Regions from separate parts of the Mus musculus genome. Here region 1 is linked to region 2. The links are chromatin contacts, called in public promoter capture Hi-C maps. All regions are on one chromosome and are shown on one strand. The core of a region is the stretch at or near the end of the contact, and the rest is flanking DNA. Distances in the headings are between cores, read along the strand shown.

What was found. Capture Hi-C pulls out chosen DNA fragments and counts their contacts.
Region 1: a promoter capture Hi-C map of liver shows a contact between it and region 2, with 2.4 times the contacts expected there. The contact joins the promoter of Park7 here to the promoter of Kif1b in region 2. A contact is called at or near these places in 1 of 39 promoter capture datasets (pre-B cells), 1 of 484 Hi-C or Micro-C datasets (embryonic stem cells) and 2 of 9 other capture datasets (adipose tissue and liver).

What each region holds. Positions count from the first base shown.
Region 1 is chr4:150,908,499-150,911,801 of GRCm38.p6, reverse strand. It overlaps Park7 (Parkinson disease (autosomal recessive, early onset) 7), which reads left to right and starts at 1,881. Exons shown (of 7, transcript NM_020569.3): 1 at 1,881-2,019.
Region 2 is chr4:149,306,385-149,309,434 of GRCm38.p6, reverse strand. Kif1b (kinesin family member 1B) reads left to right here and starts at 1,702. Exons shown (of 49, transcript NM_001290995.1): 1 at 1,702-2,006.

The sequences.
Region 1 (3,303 bases), core at 632-3,131, 1.6 Mb before region 2:
TCATCTTGAAGCTACCCGGAGTAAGAAAATAGAAAAGTTAAGATGGCACTGAGGTCAGCACATGGCTGCAGGGGTCAGCACATGGTAGCAGGCAGCTACACGATGCGGAGAGGAGCTTTAGAAAAGAGTGAGGAAGCCAGCGTCAGAAAGAGAAACAGAAGAAAAAGGAACAGTTCTGCCTTTCCATTCCAGAGACTCCAGAAAGGAGATGCACACCTTCTCAAGGTGAAGCTGCCTTCATGGAGTGTCCTAGTGGGGTCCTGGACTGCACCACTGAATTAAGCCCTAAGGGAAGAGACAAGGGCCTGTGTTCCCCTGGAGGCAGGTTTCACTCCTTACTTAAGTACTTGGGGTTGCAGGCATGAGCCACCAAGCCCAACACCCTCTGTGGATCTTGAAGCTCACATCTGACAAGCTGTCCTGGTCTTCTTTCTGTCACTCCAGCTTTCCGTACCTTCAAAGCTGAAGGGGCTGGCTCTGTCTTTTCCCTTTGCACATAGTGAAGAACCAGTCCATTCCACAACTCCTAAAGCAGTTGCCCAAGTTTTATTGTATATATACATGACTTAGCAATTTTTAAGAATTAAACTACTCCTACTGTAAGAATTTCCAGTTTGAAGCTGGGCGTGGTGGCACACGCCTTTAATCCCAGCATTCGGGAGGCAGAGGCAGGCGGATTTCTGAGTTCGAGGCCAGCCTGGTCTACAAAGTGAGTTCCAGGACAGCCAGGGCTACACAGAGAAACCCTGTCTCGAAAAACCAAAAAAAAAAAAAAAAAAAAAAAAAGAATTTCCAGTTTATAAGATTTCCAATATGAACCTATGATGGAGGTCAGCCAATGTATGTGAGGTATTCAATCTCCATATAGGAAGGAAAGCAAGTTTATATCCTGTCGGGGGTTTGTATAAAAAGTACTGAGACTTGCCAAACGAGCTGGCTTTCTCTGAGGTGGGTACAGATAGGACCAGGTGAGGGTGGGTCTCCCTCCTGTAAGCTGAAAGATAACTATTAAAAACTCAGGAGAGAGCCGGTGGGAGGGCTCGACAGGTAAGGGTGCTTGCCACACACCGGAGGATTTGAGTTCCATCCGAGACCTTGTAGTAAAGAAAGAACACACTAAGGCGAGTGGTCTTCTGTGAGTTTCCACGTGCACCCTTTGGCACAGGTTGAGATGCACACACAGTAACTGTCAACCCAGAAGTGTAAAAAGCTGAAATAAAATGAGATAATTAAATAATTTATCTTATCGTAGATGATAGCATTGCTCCAACCCGAGGGTGCAGTAGGACATTTTATTATTTGTGTGCATATGAGTGCAGTGCCCGTGGAGGTCAGAAGATGGCATTAGATCCTCAGGATCCGGAGTTAGGCAGTGGTGAGTCTCCCCAAATGGATGCTGGGAACCGAACCTGGGTCCTTTGCAAAACCAGCAAGAGCTCTTAAAGCTTGACACCGTCCTGTGACCCAGGGGACAGGGTGACCAGGCCTAGCTGGGAGGGACAGGCCTGGGATGACGTGGAACGAAGACTAGCAGGCCAGGGGCAAATAGAGGGGATGTCACAGTAAGGGGCAAGAAAGGCAAACGGTCCACAAAAACCGTAATGTAAGACGGCTTCCAAAAATGACTGAACTTCAGCCTGTGAATTCGCATGTGCTAGGATTACAAGTGTGGGGTTCAGGCTGTAGCCCAGCCAGGCCTCAAACTCGGAACCACTATCAACTTAAACGTCGAAGAGGCAGAGAGGGGCAATTGCGCAGGCGCCCGCAGGGTGGGCGGTACCGTTGTCTGGGGGCGAGATGGTACAAGCGCTGCGCAGCCGCAGTAGCCTCTATTCGCTCCTCCCCCCACCCCCACCCCGGGGCCTGGGCTCAGCCGGACATGACGCAGGCCGAGGCGGAAGCGAGGGGTTGTGCGCAGCCTCAGTGCGGGTGGCGCGCATGCGTGCTGGGTACACGTCGGGTGCGAGGTTCCTGCGGACTAGCGGTGGCTTCGCGTGGGTGGAGGAGGCGCGGCTGCAGGTCAGCGCCCTGGGGCTAGAGGCCGGGCTGTGATCCGCCCGCTGCCCCGGAGGGTCCCGGCTGGGCGGGCTGGGGGCAGCGGCCGCAGTGCATGCCGGGCCAGGCTCTGCACAGCATCCTCCGGGTTGGAGCGAGCGCAGTTACTGGAAGGCTTGACCAAAGTTGTGATGCGTGGGGAGCGTGCAGGGAAAGCACGCGGAAAGTGCCTCCGAGTGGCGGCTAGCTGTTCCCGGCCGCAGCAGGGCTGACCTCCTAAAGAGATAGTCCATCTTTATTAATCATTAGCAGTGTGGTCAGAGATTTAGCACCTTTGGACTCCCCCAACCCGGTCCTGACATTTTAGCAGTTTATTGGAACATCAACAACAAGAACAAAACCTTCGAAATTTACAAGTTGGTTTTTTACCAGTGAAATTGTGGATTTGGGGTTTTTTGTTTTGCTTTGCTTTTTTGTTTTGGTTTGGGTTTTTTGAGACAGGGTTTCTCTGTAACCCTGGCTATCATGGAACTCACGCTGTAGACCAGGCTGGCCTCGAACTCACAGATAGATACTCCTGTCTCTGTCTCTTCCTCCCAAGCGCTGAGACTAAAGGTGTGCGCTCGACTCGCTCCCCCTCCCCTCCCCTTCTCTCTTTCTCTTATTTCTCTTATTCTTTTCCTTCCCTCCCTCCCTCCTTCAGAGTATTTTAAGAAAACCAGCCTCTCCACAGTGTGACTGATATGCAGGGCCCGTTATGTGACCTGTCTTCGTTAGAGATTGGTCCTAAGAAAGCACAGTAAGGGAAAATGCAAAGAATACTAGCACACATTGGCAATCCCACATTTATTATTTTTTTTAAAGGATTTAGATTTTGGTTGGTTGGTGTTTGTTTGTTTGTTTGTTTGTTTTTCGAGACAGGATTTCTCTGTATAGCCCTGGCTGTCCTGGAACTCACTTTGTAGACCAGGCTGGCCTCGAACTCAGAACTCCACCTGCCTCTGCCTCCCGAGTGCTGGGATTAAAGGCATGCAAGGATTTAATTTTGATGTATCAGCATTCTGCTTGCATATATGTATGTGCAGAGGCCAGAAGAGGGCGCTGTATCCCCTGGACCTGGAGATGCAGACAATTGGGAGCAGCCCTGTGGGTGCTGGGAACTAAACCTTGATCCAGTGCTCTTAGCCACAGACTACCCACCCCAGCCACCCTGTTTTCATCCCGGGATTAGAGTGCTGAAACTCTGCCATGTGAACCAGTTTTAATCTAAGCTGCTTGCTTCCATGGATCCCAACCTGTCACACAGAA
Region 2 (3,050 bases), core at 453-2,952:
ATTTCAAGAACGGAAGTCAGGGCTTCCCACATGCTAAACAAGCGCACCCCACTTAGCCACACTTCCATGCCAACTTCTTGCTTTAGGTATTTTATTGATGTCTGTTAAACTTTATTGTTATGGTACAGTGGGGGTGTAAGGTGTGTCTGTGTCAGAAGATGACTGTGTTCATCAGGCACTCTCCATCCACCTGGACACGGGCTCTGGACACCGCACTGGGATCCTCAGCTCATCGGAAGCACTTTACCCACTAAGCCATCTAGGTTTGTTTAAGACAGGGTTTCTCTATGTAGCCCAGGCTGACCTTCCACTCAAATCGTTGCTCCTAATATTTTAAGCAATTCTATTCTGTGTGTGTTTCAGAATAAATGACATCAACTCCTTTTGTGGGAAGGTGGAGTGTACATTCTAAAGAAAATGAGAGCTGGGCTTAGTGGTACGGATCTTTAATCCCAGCAGTCAGGAAGCAGAGGTAGACAGATCTCTCTGTAGGTTTCAAGACAGCCTTGTCTGCTTGGTGAGTTTCAGGAGAGCCTGAGCTACCAAGACCCTCTGTCTTGAACAAACAAGAACAAACAAGTAAATAAACACAATGAGAAGTGTCCAATGAATGTGGAATAGTGGGAGTCTGGAACTTCAGTGGCATGGTGATTGCCCAGAGTCGTTAGTGTAGAAAGTTAATTCTCACGTTTTAGTGTGTAGGCCTTTCTCTACCCAGTAATTCTGTATTAAAGTCAGGGTTGAGAGAAAAAAAAAAATCTTACTTTCAATTTCTGCTAATAAATCCAAACCACATCCTCTAACCTTAAAATGCAGTGTGATTGGCAGGTTGTCATTGTGATATTTTACTAAGCACTGAATTGAGCTGCTTATGAACGTCTGTGGGGCTTTTCATTTGAGCTGAACCTAAATCTGATTTTTAAAAAACATGGCTCATAGAGCTTTTGTGTTCTTATGAGCCCTGGTAACCCCCTCTAGGGGCATCTCTCTCAGGCCGCTCAGTCCATTCACTGGGCGCGATACAAAGCGTTTTGTTCCTGTGCTCACACCAGCACGCCATCTCCCAAGGAGACGCTGAATGCCCACTAAGTCATGCTTTCCCATTACTCATTCCTCCTTTTCTCCCAAGGTGGCGTGTGGGAGGTGTTGTGCTGGGGTTCGACAAGAATAGGCTAGGAAGCTTTCTGCTGGATACACTCATGCCTGAGCGTGGTTCCGTTCCCACCGCGCCGGGCTCGGTGGCTTCACCGTTTGAGCTGTTTTTCTAAACGGACAATGACTCCACACTCGGCCGCTCCCACATAATCCCAGCTCTCCGGATGGCATCTGGACCGTCCAGTCCCGCCCGGTCACTGAGCCACTTTTTGTCCCCTTACGAAGCGGGTCATTCGGCTACACAGGCGCGGCTGCTACCCACTAACACCTTTCCGGGGGTCACCCGGGAGGGAACTCTGGACACCGGCTTCGCCCACCAGGCACGCCCGCACCCGCACCCGCATCGGCTCCCGTACCACCAGGGGGCGCTCGAGTGTCTCCGTCGCTCCGCCGGCACCTCCCGCCCCCTCTTCCAGCCACGCTTTACTATTGGTCATCTGTCTCAAGGTCTTCATCGCGATTGGTCACCTTCCGCGTCGGTCTCGGTTGCTGGGCGGGCCGAGGTGACGCTCGGCGCTCTAGCTCGGGGCGGTGTCCCGCGCCGGCGGCTTCGGGCGGAGTTTGGCGAGCAGCGTCGCGGTGTAGTCAGACGGCAGTGGTCCCGGGAGGCGACAGCTCGGATCCGGGCTTCTCTCTGTTCCTCCGCCGCATCCACAGCCGCGCCCCGGCCTCCCGCCAATCCTCGATGCAGAGCTGGGCGGCCGCGTGATGGGGCTGCGGAGCGGCGCCCTGCGGCTCGCGGCGGCCGCTGCCTGCGCTGAGGTGCGTCGGTGCCCGGCCTCCCGCGCCCCTGCGCGCCTCGGCGTCTTCTGACTCGGCCGGCTCGCCCGTCTGTCCGCAGCGCGGCTGAGGTGAGGAGGCTGAGGTGGGGCGGCCGAGGCGAGGTGGGCGGTGGTGCCGCGGCGCCGGTGTAGGGGGCCGCTCCCGCGGGAGGGACTCCCGGCCGGTGACGGGCCTGGAGGGGGCAAAGCGAGGAAGCGGCGCGGCCGGCCGGGGCTCTGGCTCCGCGGTGAGGAGCCTCGCCCTCCGTGGAGAGACCTGGCCGGCCGGCCGCGAGCGCCGGGCTTTGGTCCAGCGGCCTGCCGGTCCCCTGCAGTGCCCTGCACCAGCCCTCCGCTTCCCCTGGGCTGCCAGGCCCCGCTCTGTCCGCGGGCCAGCAGATCGGTCGCTGTCCCGCCGTATGTGCGCACATTGCAGCTCTGAGGAGCCAGCCGATCTCTCCCCCCTCATCTGCTCTCTCACCCCCTATTGTGGTTGGCATCAGGGTTCCAACCGGGAATGTGGCAATGCCCCTGAGCCCGATGAAGGTAGGAAAGGGCATCCGACAGAGCGGAGGGCGCAAGGGCTGGACGGAGGAAGCGATGCAGAGGGAGGGGGCTTGTTGGATGCTGGCCAGATGGGAGGAAGGCTGGTGTGGGCTCGACGTTCAGCCGACCAGGATCACTCTGGCAGCCATATTGGGAGGATGATCTGACAAATCCTTTAGGAGCCAAGTCCGGTTGCTGGTAGGCACCGAGTGACAGCCCTGGCAGCTTTCAGGGTGACTGGCCGCACCAGAAGCCAAGTTGTGGGGGTTGGGAGGCCACTCAGAGCAAGCTAGTCATTGTTCATGCAACGCAAACCCTCACCGACTGGAAATGCAAAATTGAGCTCCCAAATCACTTTTTCTCTTTGGTGAATTGCTATATGAGCCTTCAGGGTAAACTGGCTTGAAGATTCCATTCTTGTTGGGGTGAAATTCTGTGTTTCTGTCCTTATCATCGCAATCCACCGCTGCTTTGGCCCTCGAAGGCCTGTTGATGTTTAAGGCCACTTTACCATATTGGAGGCTCTTGGCGTATTGCATGGCGTGCATAGATTTGCATAGTATCTCTTCGTGCAGAGATTAGGGAAAG